2 separate regions of the Gossypium hirsutum genome follow, and region 1 is linked to region 2. A link is a contact called in public Hi-C data. All regions are on one chromosome and are shown on one strand. The core of a region is the stretch at or near the end of the contact, and the rest is flanking DNA. Distances in the headings are between cores, read along the strand shown. Region 1 holds the start of LOC107900885. Region 2 holds the start of LOC107900891 (FT-interacting protein 3).

Evidence for each region. Hi-C and Micro-C count contacts between places; a contact is called where the count stands out from the background.
Region 1: a Hi-C map of fibers shows a contact between it and region 2, with 3 times the contacts expected there. The contact joins the promoter of LOC107900885 here to the promoter of LOC107900891 in region 2. A contact is called at or near these places in 15 of 34 Hi-C or Micro-C datasets (callus, fibers, hypocotyl and 3 more).

What each region holds. Positions count from the first base shown.
Region 1 is chrD08:51,038,331-51,045,077 of Gossypium_hirsutum_v2.1, reverse strand. LOC107900885 reads right to left here and starts at 2,950. Exons shown (of 6, transcript XM_016826646.2): 1 at 2,814-2,950; 2 at 1,570-2,282; 3 at 1,328-1,386; 4 at 1,061-1,189; 5 at 674-809; 6 at 1-168. The coding sequence starts at 2,274.
Region 2 is chrD08:50,899,513-50,906,296 of Gossypium_hirsutum_v2.1, reverse strand. It overlaps LOC107900891 (FT-interacting protein 3), which reads right to left and starts at 5,347. Exons shown (of 2, transcript XM_016826653.2): 1 at 5,127-5,347; 2 at 1,185-4,421. The coding sequence starts at 4,347. The coding sequence ends at 1,372. LOC107900892 (AT-hook motif nuclear-localized protein 9) reads left to right here. Exons shown (of 6, transcript XM_016826655.2): 6 at 1-409. The coding sequence ends at 64.

The sequences.
Region 1 (6,747 bases), core at 1,701-4,200, 140 kb before region 2:
ATGGAATGTTCCATACGTGGAAGGCGAGTAAGCCTGTGGGATATCCAAAGCAACTGCCCTCTGAAGAGCTGCCTTGTGCTCTTCACTGTGTTCTCGAGCAAGAGACACATGCCGTACCATTTTCTGCTTTGCAGGAACCCGCATTACCCCATCTTTCTCCACCATCAACTACATTTAACAGAATGAGAGCTTATCATGTTGTTGCAATAAACGGAACTATTTTCCTATTTCTACCAACCTAAACTATTCCAGCTTCAATCATTCAGCTTTTCTTACTCGTTGATTCAATACCATTTAGAGCAATTGTTGAGATAGTTAAATGCAAAAGTAACGATTAAGCTCGTAAAGTACAAACTGAAGGGTGTGTATCAAATGCAGAAAAAATACACATGCGATTATTTTTTCCGGCCAACATGAGATTTTTCACTATACATCTTGTTAGTCGCTTCACCTTAATTATGCTTAAATGCTGAAGTATAGGTTTACAGCTTACTAAGCAAAGTATACTGATTCTAAACACAAATTGATTATAGTAGCCATATTGTACCTTCCAAGCACCATAAAGGCATGCGAAGCTAAGATTCTTAATATTTTTTATCTCTGAAGAAAATTTTCTGTGTCAAAACATTTTTCTTTTCGAACAAAAAAAAGGGTCAAGAAGCCATAAACTTACATCAAGAGCTCTTTGGGACTCTCTTTCTATCCAAATAATAGCATGATCAGAGGTTGCATTGCAGGAAAGAACTATATGCTCAAACCTCCCATCCACAGGAACTGCAGTCCTCACCACAGGGGGAAATCTTCCTATCCTGCGATCAGGATGGAGAGAAATGCATATGAAACACTGAACCAAAAATACATCTTAATTGATCCCGATCATATATGATTATTTAAGGGATAGAAAAGATATATGATTGACCACGACTGCGAGTCTTGCTTATTAACATCTTTCACTAAGAAATCCCGTCTTAAAATATCAAGCAGGTTGAGTGTTTTTATAAAAGAAAAACGAGTAATTCACCATACAGTGTTGAACAGTTCACAAATTTGTCAACGTAACCTGCAGGGTCTTCTTTCAACAATGTGGTACAGGCGTCCAGGTGCATACAGCCGCCTCGGATCTTTCAGCATCTTCTCCTCCATGGTGCAAGTGTCTTTCAAGCACATTAGGCACAAAAGACACGGTAAACTGCATAAGAAGTAAAACCAGCCCTGTTATGCAAACATCAAAATCAATTCTAAGAACGAAGAGAGCTTGGTTTTCAAAGAAACCCCACCATTAAGGAAATTACTAACTGAAAGGTGACTAAGACATACTATATTTTACCAGAAGAGTGATTTGAAAACATCTTCCAACGCAGTGGTTGTTCGAGGTAAAAAATCATCCTGGTGCAGTACAACAGCTCATGTTAGGGCCTACGCATACAAGATATTATCAATTGGCATTCAACTATATTTGTTTTAATCTTAAACCTTCTAACCAAATTTGGCAAGCTGAAATCAATGATCCAAGTCCATATATAAGCACACATAAATACAAGTTTACAATATATGGTATGACAAGTTTACCTGAAGCACTACTGAATTGATTACATCTGCATATCGAACCGCCAAATTGAGCGACATACACCGAGCGGGAGCAATGGCGTAGCATCTAAACCGGTTCCTCTCTGTGATTCCCAGTTTGCTACGATTTTGAACGGCAACCATCACCAACAAGGCCACCAAGCCTGCTCCAAGGGAATGACCTGCAAATGTCAAAGTGTAGCTAGGATTCTTCTTAAGTAATTCCCTTAAAACCTCACACTCGGCATCAAAAACCCACTCGGCGGCTTTCAATAACCCGTTGTGGACATATCCACCATCAAATTTGGTCTGCCCCAGTTTGTTATCAAGCAAAACAGCATAATCACTTTCCTTGGCTAAGTTAAGTCCCCTAACAGCAAACACAATATCAGCATTTTCATGATCTAAATAAATCATGTAAGGTGGAGCTCGGCCTTCAGTTTCTTGATCATTTCTTCTTAAGAAAACCCAATCAGGGTTAATGCCATAACCTCCAGGGGGTGCCCAAAGAGGGTTATGGAGATCATCTTCATAAACAGCTAGAATTAAACGACAAAGGCGTGGGACTGGCTCAAATTCTTCCACTGTGGCTAAACCCCAGTGCTCGCTTTCATGGCCAGCAGTGTATAGACATTTCTGCCATGCCCAACGAGCACAGGCTAAACAGTAGACACATTCAAGGACGGGACAGCAACAGGCGATTGACATAGGCTCCCCTATGAATCAAACACATTTAATAACACACCATGGATCAATGTAAAGATTAAACAATATGAAATAAATACAAAAACAGGGCTTTTTTTAAAAAAAAAATCAATGGTGGAAACTGTAAAGGGTAACTTAAGTTTTCAAAGGAACTAGTCAATCAATAGGCTCTGAAAAATCCTAAGTTGGTTCACGTGTCAACCAAAAGAGAAGATGAAGAAGGGAATTCCAGATGATCAGGAAGAAACTACAAGAAAATTCTTATAATTTCACCTTGGGATTTGTATAAAAAGTGATGGAGAAAAAAAGAAAAAAAATTTTAAAATAAAAGGAGAAAACTTTGAATCAAAAAAAGGGGGAATTCAAGAAGGAAAAAGAAAAGGTATGAGGATTTGGGGTATGTGAACATTGAAGAAGCTTAATGGTGGGGTTTGTTTTATGGGTACACAGCTACCTTTCTAATTAGCAAAGGAGAAAGAAGAGACAAAAGCTTGAAAAAGAAGCCATGGCTGAATCGGCTATAAAGCTTTGTTTGTTAGTACCTGCTAGTCAAACACATTTTCGCTTGTTTTTGAGACTTTGAGTTGGCTTCAGAGAATCTACGCAAATGGAATCATTCCATTCGCTGCTTCCATGCGAGTATGCTTTCTTGCTAGTTACTTAACTATTGACTGGAAATTAATGGTTTAACTGGTTCGGCCCATTTTATTATTGGGTGCAAATAGTTGAAACTTCCTTCGTTTTTGTTTTTCGGCAATTATGGATTTCTGAAAATTTGGTTAACGGGCCCAATGGAGCCCCGACCCGAATTACAACAGGAATGAAATTATTTTGGTGCTTTCCATCGAAATTAAGTAATTTTTTAAATTTAGATGACATATAATCTTTATAATTTTATTTTTTTTGACTTACCAAATTTTATGATAAAAAAATATTCTGAAATCAAGTTGGAAAAATATGATAAATTTTTATGGTTGAAACAGGATTATATGCTCAGGCCCTCAACTTTCCCTTCCATCAATCCAATACCAGTTGCGCCGTAGATCTAACACGCTGGAGCCGACGAAAGATGCGAAGATTAAGAGAACTTAAAGGGCGCGTAGCGTGTGATGAAAGTGAAAGTGAGAAATTAGGGTTTTAGTTTTAGAAATTGGCTTTTGTTCAAAAGAAGGAACGACAGATTGGAGTCCTGGACAAAGGGAAAAAAAGAAAGAAGAGGAAGCCCTATTTTCAAACAAGTAACCTGGTTTTCAAATTTCAAAGCCCAATCCAGTAAATGCTTAATTTGCTAAAAATATTATTTATAAGTATTGTTTGGGCTGGCTGCGCCTGCAAAGCTTACCCGAAGTCCGGCTTATTTAAAAAGTGAGAATCAAATTTTTGTTCAAATCCATTTTATAGATTTATATTTTTGTTTAAATCTTTTCATTTTTCGGACGGGGCTTCTGGTCTGATCGGGTGGCCCAGACCTTGGATTAGTCTACTTTAGGTTGGGTTACGAAAGGGTATTTTAGTTTTTCTCCTAACCAAGTTGATGACCCTATTAAGGGTAACACCAACTCAGTTAGGAATTTAAATAATAGGATAACTCAATTTAATTATGAAAGGGTATTTCTATAAATCTTTTAACTGACTTGATGACCCGGTTAAATATGACATCAATTAGTCAGAAGTTTAAATAATAGGATAGGCCCTCCTGCTAATCTAATTCCCTATTTTTGATCTTGTCGTCTTTCAGTTGCCTCCATAAACCGTTAAAGCTTAACTATGAACAATAAAGCAAGTGAATGTTTCTCTCCCTCTCTCTCTCTCTTTTTTTTTTTTGCTTTATCCATTAACTTATGGAATTCCTCTTATTGATCTACAGGAAGCTACCAAAAATATATAATTTTAACCAGAAGACTTGATCTCCCACTTGATCACGCGCTTAGTTTCTCCAAAAATTCATAAAAATCTAAGAAAAAAAGTAAAGAAAAAACAAAAAAAAATTACTTTACTTGGCTTTTTAGACTTTTATGAATTTTAAATTATTTATTTTATTATTGTTGGTTCGACAGTTAAATCGACCAAACTAGTGGTCTAATATCTTCAACCATTTGTTCAATTATTAAATTGTCAAATTTAAGTGCCAAAGTGAACAAAAAAAAGACATGTACCAACATGATCCTAATTGTCAAGTTCAGGGGGGCCAAAAGTTGCATTATCCTCATTTTTTTTCACTATCGTTAACAAAATGGGCTTAAATGAATAACGGTTTTCAAGTTCAGGGGTCAACGTGGATCAAAAATAGTTTAGGGTCCAATGTAGATCTACTTGCTAAGTTTAGGGGCCAAAAGTTACATTATTCCTTTTATTTAAAAAAAAGAATAAAAATATATCAATATGATTGATTTGAACCAGTGCCAATTAAGTTTAGAAAACCTTAAATTTACCATTCAATTAAAGTTTTATTTTAATATTTTGATACATTTTAATTTTACTATGCACACTTGATTACCTCCATTAATTGTATATATTATCTATATTATTAATAAAATTCATGACTGAGTTGGAGTCACAAGTCAATCGGTCACAAACTCAGTTAGAAAAATTATAAAAATGACCTTCGTATTTTAAATAAGCTATATTATTTGAGAGCACTCTAGTCTTTTTAATTTATAAAAAGAATAAAAATATGCATGTGGTGGGATTTGACTCTTGCTAATTACAGTGGAAAAATTTTAAATTTACCACTCCATCAAGGCTTTATTTTGTTTTAATTATACATTTTAATTTTATTATGCAAACTTTATTACATTCATCAATTGTATATCTATCTATACTATTAATAAAATCCCTGATTGAGTTGGTGTCACAAGTCAATCGGGCACCAACTCAGTTAGGGAAATTACAAAAATAAATTTTCGTATTTAAAATAAGTTATATTATTCAATGGTACTTTAACCTTTTTATTAAAAAACAAAACAAAAACACTTGTAGTGCGATTTGAACTCACAACAATGCATATATTTTAAATTTACCACTCAATCAAACTTTTATTTTAATTTTTCCCTATATATTTTAAGTTTATTATGCACACTTTATTATCTCCACCAATTGTATTGTTAAAAACGTGGTTTCCATACATATATGCGTGTGATAGGATTCCTAGTATTAATAATGTTGTTGGTTGAGATTGTGTTACAAATTAAATCGACACCAATTTAGTAATCTTAATATGATGTATTCATGTGTTTAGATTTCATTTTAATTACAATTTTAATTATTTTTTATTTTAAAATCGTATATATTTCATGTGTTATTATTATTATTAATTAGTTTCAAAACATACATTTCATTATTTATTGTATGTTATTTTCAAACACAAATTTATATTCTAAATATGTGGTTTTTACACACATAGGTAAAGTTTCTAATATATACTAGTTTGGGTTCCCGAGCAATGTACGAGTTGTTTTTGTGTATTAATGTTATAATATTTTTATAATTTTAGTTTTGGTTTAATTTGTTTATTTATTTAAAAAATTAATGATAAGTGCATAATTTTCCATTTATATAAAAAATTATTGGTTTTGTTCAACAAAAATATAACGTATAATAATACATTGAAAATAAAATTAGTTAATGAATTAAATATAGAAACATGTATTGTTCTTTTTTTTTTTAAATAAGCAACATGTAAGTTTGTTTCTATATATATATATATATATATATATATTTTTAAATTATCTTCAATTAACGTTTTTTAATAATAGCCAACAGTTACACATGGCAGATTATTATCATGATAAATGATATTTTATAAGCTATATTGTAACACTCCTAACCCGTATACGTCGATAAATTAGGGTTACGAAGTGTTACCAGATAAAACGCAACTTAACACAGACATTCAGTAGAATTCAAGAATTTTGCATTTATATTAAATTAGTCAAATATGAAGTAAGTATAATTATAAATTTTACTTTAACCTTTTATAACAAAACATAACATTTCAGTTCAGTTAAACTGTAAGAAAAATAAGCTAGTTTCATATGGCTATTAATTATATATACAGTACATTAAAGTACGACTCCCAAAATTTTATTTAGCCTATACATGCCATAAGTTAAAATTTAAATGTTTTAATACCGAGTTAGTAGATAGAGTGATGATCTTCGCTAACGATCCCCGAGTCTGCAGCTTGGTTTTTAACTATAAAACAAATGGACAAAAATAATCAAAGTAAACTTCTATAGCTTAGTAAGTTTATAGCATATCTAAAATACTATAAACGAACATATGTATAAACATTATATGCTTATAATCAAGTTACAGACATAATCATTAATTGCATATACTAATTTCTAATATACTTATCATTTGCATTTCATCGAATGCATATCTATGATCTTTCAAATACATAAGTCAAAAAAGCTTATATTTTTACTTATCAACTACATTAACCAAAAGCACATTTATACTTCTAATCCACAT
Region 2 (6,784 bases), core at 4,098-6,597:
GCCTGGTTCACGAACAATGGATATGCGTAACACTCATGTTGACATCGATCTAATGCGCGGTTGACTCGTTTCCTCTAATAGTTTCACAAGCAATGTACAAAGTTTGCTGCTACAGGCAGCCTGATTTTCAGCTTGATTTTACTCGTCGACAAGAGCGGCGGTTTGGTCCGATATTTGTAGCTTTGATAGACAGTTAGAACTCACGATTTCTACTGATCCCATCGGTACCATTTCATTTCTCCCATTTGAACCAGTTTTAAGTTAGACATGCTTCAGTCCTCTTTATAGGCAGCCATGGTTTTTAGTTATCTCTATTTTATTTTTCGACATTATTGACATTTATGTACCACGATCTTGTCGGCTTTAAGCCTCTACGAGGCGTTACAATATATAAAAGAAATGTTCTCCACAGGATACCATGTATATAATTTAAAAAAGAGTTGTACAAATGCCGCAATATTACAAAGCAAAGCATATCACTTTAACAATTTATAATTAATAAATTCCGACCTCAAATTTTTCATGCTCGAATCTAAAAAGAATAATATCATAAGAGGTCTAATAATTTATAAAATTTCACTTTAGCCCATCTTAAAATAGTAACTTGGAAGTTTAATCTTTAGATTTCCAACGTAGTCCTTAAAATTTATCAACTTTAAAATTATGTTTAAAAATAGCATGCTATTTAATATTTTTAATTTAAATTAAAAATTATTTCAAGAATTTAAAAATTGAAGTATTGAAATGCAATTATTTTTAAGATATGAAAAATAGAATTTAAGATTTAAATGCAATTTTAAGATGAAACTTAAATAGAAGATGCAATTTGGAGGTATGGACTATGAAATTTGAAAAAATTCAGGGATCATTTTATGAGAATATTACTTTTAACCTCTGGCATCCAACTTTGAAGGTGGGTTAGAATTTGGAGGTCGACCATAAAATCGAATTCTCAACAAAACATCTATTTTGCTAAATAATTGAAACCATTTAGTTTGTTAAATATTTTTCTATTTCATATATACGAAAAATTTGAAACTGACTCGATTTTTATGTATATTTATATTTGAACATGCTCCGGTTTTAGAAAATTAAAAAAAAAAAACAGAAAAAAGAAAAAATCACGTCTATAAGATCGGAATTTTTTGCCAGAGGATAGTGCAGAACTCATAAACAGGTCATCATTGTAACAAATATGGTTGCATTTCCTTGCATACAGTAGCCAAACTAGGGATTTTATATCGGCTAACATTGGATGCATAAAGATAAAGTAGTACTTACATTCACCAAAACATGTCAGGCAACAGCTGCAATCGATGTTTTTACAACCCGAAGTTAAGTCCACAGTTCCCAGAAAACCCCACAACCTATTTACAGCATACTATCTGTCCTTGCAGGCAGACGACGGAAGAAATTGATCGGTGCCGAAGGTGTCTTGTGGCGAAACCTGGGATGCCTCATAACATAAAACCCAGCAAGAAGAGCAATCATCTGAAAAGGTGTGACATACAAAACAATGGCAGCCACCAGACATAATAACACAAATATTGTTGTGGCACGAGGATCCCGCCAGCTTAGGAGTGCCTGAAGCCGCTCGCCTTGTGTAGCTATGTCACCAACAACAGTCTGAATTCGCCCTGCAACACTCCTCAAACGATCATACCTCATCCGAACTATATCTGAGCTTTTCGATGCAGGAAAGGACTCAAATTCTTCATCTAGCTCATCAGGAGAAACTGCATCGGCACAAGAAAGACTAGTGTTCATATGAGGAGGGTACCTTGGTCGATAACGATAGTTCCAAACCCCTATAAGGAACATGTATAAGAAAACCGTTGGTAAAATCAGCTCTGGGAAACAAACTAGCATTGCGAATAGGATATGAACCGGCACTGTTGTAATAGGGTTCTTCCACGTGCAAACTTCACCGAACCAATTTCCAGCCGAAAATAACCCCGAGAAGACTGATGTCAGTCGCAAAAAGTTTGCCTTGCTGCGCCTCATGCTCCAAAGGTGAGCATTTGCATCGGACATATATTCGACTACTTCTCTCCTGAGAGGAGGTTCAGCCCGACCAAGCCGAGCTGCCACGATATTCACGGCCTGATGTCGCAGAATGTCTTGCTGTATCACGCTCAACGGCCTTTTGTAGTGCATCTTTGGCAGAAGAGGACGCGAGTACTGAGACATCATATTAACCATCGATGTCGATGAAAATCGTATTGCTAAATGGAGTTCACCCAATTTCTTGACACCAGAAGGGTGAAGAACCAGCAGCGGGTAACAGTGTGTGTAAACACGACCAGTTTCCAGTGTAGATATGCGAATCCGTACCTTTCCGATTTTGTTATCTCTGGTATTATCGGAACCTCCAATCTGAGAGTTATCAAAGACACCCACAGTGAGAACCGTGGCTGTATCATAAACTTCCCAGGTGTACTGCTCATTATATTTCGGATTCAAGCTATTTACTATGGTTCGAGTTCGAACCCATTTATGGCCATACTTAGCAACACAATATGTATCAGATGCACCTTTTCCGTCCCTAGTTTTCATTGGCTGGAGCCCGTCGGCATTCAAAATTCCGAGTTCTAAAACACCAATTGACGATTTCCAGAGCTGCTTTGCTGTTGGCCGGAGATCACTGCTATACTGAGTTGATTCATCAAGAACATGGTATCCTCCATCAAGACAAACACAAACATGGAGCCTACTATGAAATTTATCCTTCTTTGCACGATCACTGTCCATGGCATCGGATAAAGATTTCTCCAGGTTGTACCACCGGGTACGGACAAAGCGATCATCAGCACGCCTATCAATGGAGTTCAATGCTATTACAGTCCTTCCAATGGTCTCATCCTTATTAGGACCTGCATGATCTTCAACTGTAAAAGTCAGATGATCTTCGAAGGGTTCGGCAGCAACAAACATAAACTCTTCGTTCCAGATTGGATTCATATTTCGAGTTTGGACTGGTTTTGTCTTTAAGATCTGGTTACCAATCTGAACCTTAACATATGCATCAGGAAACCTGCTCTTGTCAGCTGGAACAAGGTCTTGAGCCTCGATAACATTGACACGGACATACCACAGTCTCGGAGAGTGATAAACTTTTGAGCGGATATATGTCGGGGAAACTGAAGTGCTATCACCTGGAGCAATAGCATCCGAATGCCAAGCATCGGGAAAAGCCTCATCAGCCTGTGTGCCATACCAAACTGCAAGCATCAGTTCTCCTTTCTTTTTCTCTCCTTTCTTATCTTCTAACCGATACCATTCCGGAGCCAACGGACTATCAGGTGGAACCCTTGTAGGAACCTCGTGGAGATCAATGCGCACAAACCCAACAGAGTCATCTTTCACTAAAGCCTTATCCTTCACAACAACTTCTAGCACAGATGACTGCACTGTTTCCCTTGAAAAGGCAAACACCTGATTCCATTCTGGATTTTGTTTCTTTTCATAATGCTTCGTGATTCCTTTGTAGTTTCCTACTTTCACTTCAACATACGGATCGAGGCTGCCTGTCGCATCTTTTGAAGGAAGATCTCGGGCTTTCACCACTCGTATGAAAAGGAATCTCATCTGCTCAACAAGGTCATAGGTGCTGGTTGGTCTGTCTCCTCGTATGACTCGGCCTCCAACAATTCGTCCTCCTCCAAGAAATGGACTTGTCTCTTTAAGAGCATAATCAAATGGTTGAGATGATGAACCCGGGAACATGTTGACAGCTTTCAATGCCTGTGGTCCGGATTTCATCTCATGTACTCCATAATTCATTTGTTGTTGGGGTGGTGCTGGGGTAACTTTTTGCTGCTGCTGTTGTGGCTGCTTTGCATTTGGAAGATGAAAAAATGTGTGTCTTTTACCATTTTTCTCTTTGGGAATTGACTTCGGGACTACATCCGGATCCATGGCTGGAAGTGGATTCGAGGGTTTTATCGTAGGATCATCAGTAACAAACACTTTCAAACCAAGCTCTCCTTTCGCACGGGAGAGAATGCTTCGTTTCTCAAGAGGGTAGTGCAAAACAACCGCATCCGAGTAATTCACGAACGATGGTGCAGTGAGTCGAACCTTCCCAAGACAAGTCTTCGCGTTGTTTGCTTTGTTATGGTTGTAAACAAAAGCTTCAAGTGGGAGGCTGGACAACTTGTTTGGATCCGATACGTTGAAATAGAAACTCTCGTTCCATACCGGACTGAGATCTTTCTCTTTAGTAGTGGTCCGGCATCTCTGGCCATCAAACTCGAGCTCCACAAAGGGACAGAATGATCCCCGTCCATCTTTGGCTAACAGGTCATGCGCCCCCACCACCTCCACCCCCAACTTGAGACTACTCATAGTTTGTATCAATCAAAGCGGAACCGGAAATCACTTTATTGACTATCGGTAATTGGAGTCGATCAAAATAATACCTGAAATAAAAAGATGAATTTCAGTCCCTCCATGAACAAAAAAGCAAGCAATATCGAAAGGATTTGAGCACTGAAAATGCAAAAAGGCGCAAAACACAACAAATGAAAACAACAAGAACCCAGTATAATGAGAACTAGCATGAAACTGCAATGAATTTTGTTATATATAAATAACTATTTTTTTCAATTTAAATTATCCAAATTCTTGCCAACCAAGCAGTATATAATCTGTAATTTTATCATGTAAAATTATGAAAAACGAAAGTTGAGATTCCAGCCAGAGATTAAAAAGGGGAAATAATTCCATGAATTTTTTTCTCATACTAAAGCAAGATTCTGAGAGAAAGATACCATACTTTTGGTTCACATCAGAATATATATATACACACACAGAATCTTTTTGATCCTTTTACAAGATAAAAGCTCAGTCTATGTTTCCTTCTGGGAAACAATTACTGGGTTTTTTTTTTTTGGTTATTTAAGAAACTTATAGCAAAAACTTTCCTCTATGAAAAGCGTCAATTTTTTTTTAAGTTTGAAGAAAGAAAAGGAAGAATCAACTTACTTTTTTCAGGTTTCAAAGAACACCCAACAATCAGATATCAAGAGTAGAAAAAACCCTGAATACACAATAAAAATAAAATAAAATAATCGAACAAGAAGAAAAGGATTTAAGGGAATTTAAAGAGATTAACAACAACTGACCTCTGTTTTAAAAGCTGAAAGCTCTGTTAGGAAAGTGAAAGGAAGCTTGAAAGGACTGTATATGATAGCATCTATGAAACTTAGGAGAGAAGGAGATTAATTTAAAAAATTAGAAATAAAATACAGTTGACCGAGAGAATATTAGAGAGCCGTCTAAAACGAGTAAAATGAAATTTTTTTTTTTTGGAAGATGATGAAGAAAAATTAAAGAAAATCAAAACGAAATAAGAAGGGATTCACTGCTTAAATTTAATTATCAGTTTCCAACTTTCCCTTTTGGTTAAATTTCACGAAAGTCCCTGTAACATTTCGGGAAATTTAGTTTATGTGCTAAAATTTGCTCATTTTTAACCTCTTTGCTTTTTCAAAATGTGTATTTGTTAATTTTATTAAATAATTTCACTTGGATTATTTTTTAAAATATATGTGCTGCAGCATATATACTTTTGCATTTTTTATTTTAGTTTTGGATAAATATTATACAGTTTTCTCTTTTCTTTAAACGTGTAAAAAAATTGTTACCATATAAAAAATATCAAAATTTATATGCCAAATCATCATATTTTTTTAAAATTAAACCATTCCAAAGTATCTGACAAAATTAACAAAAAATAACCACCTATTTCGAAAATATAGGATCAGAAAGGATCAATTTACAATAGAAGGACTAAAAATGAAAAATGGTATAAAACAGGGACTTTCAAGAAATATCGACCTTTTCTTGCACTTCTAATCTTATACGACAAAGATACGGGTGTTGACGTTTTTTTTTTACAATTTCAACACTCTTGAATGTGCTCGTTAATGGCACGCGCTGTACTTTATTGACACGTGTGGTAATTATTTTCAAATTGCGTGTGGATGTCGTCTTTAGTTGACTGTTCTTTAATTTAATTTTGCGTGTTTTTCAAATTATTTTGACAACTTAACTGAAAATTAGATGATTGGTGGAAAAAAGAAACAGTAATTAAAATACGAAATGAAAAGTGAAACTCTTGGTCTCATTACGGTTAGAAATTAAGATGTTTTATTAAATTTTAGAGGTATAGTTAGGTATCAATTAAAAATAATTTATGAATAGGCCAGATAAATGGTTTTAGAATTTCTAATGTATTGCTTTTTATTAATAAAAATTATAAAAAAATTTTGAATTTTATTGTGGGCTTTCCTCCTCCATTCATTTTCCAGATTTTATTTCTGTGATCAACAGGAAATTAAAAAGCAAAATAGAATAAAAAGACCAAGAAAATAAAGCAAAACTTTTTGGTCCAAGGACTCATCCTAGACTAGTATTCATGCTTTCCTTATTCCAAAAAAAAAAAAAAAACTATTTACAGTAAAAGATGAAAACAAATTTGAAATTCGTAACTTAGTATTCTATCAAAAGAAATTCCTAAATTAGTCAAACTTGATTTTATATGTACAAAACAACTTAAATGAGTAAAATTGTTCTCATGTAAAATTAATTAGGGACTTTTTTTTTTTGCATATTTAAATATGTACAGAATAGTTGAATGAGGGTTTAATTATAATTTTTTATATGTATTTGGTCGATAAAATGTAATTATATCGTAATTTGTTATGTCATATTTGTAGTACAAATTATAATTATACAATTATATAATTCATATAAAAAATTATTAGTATGATAAAAAAAT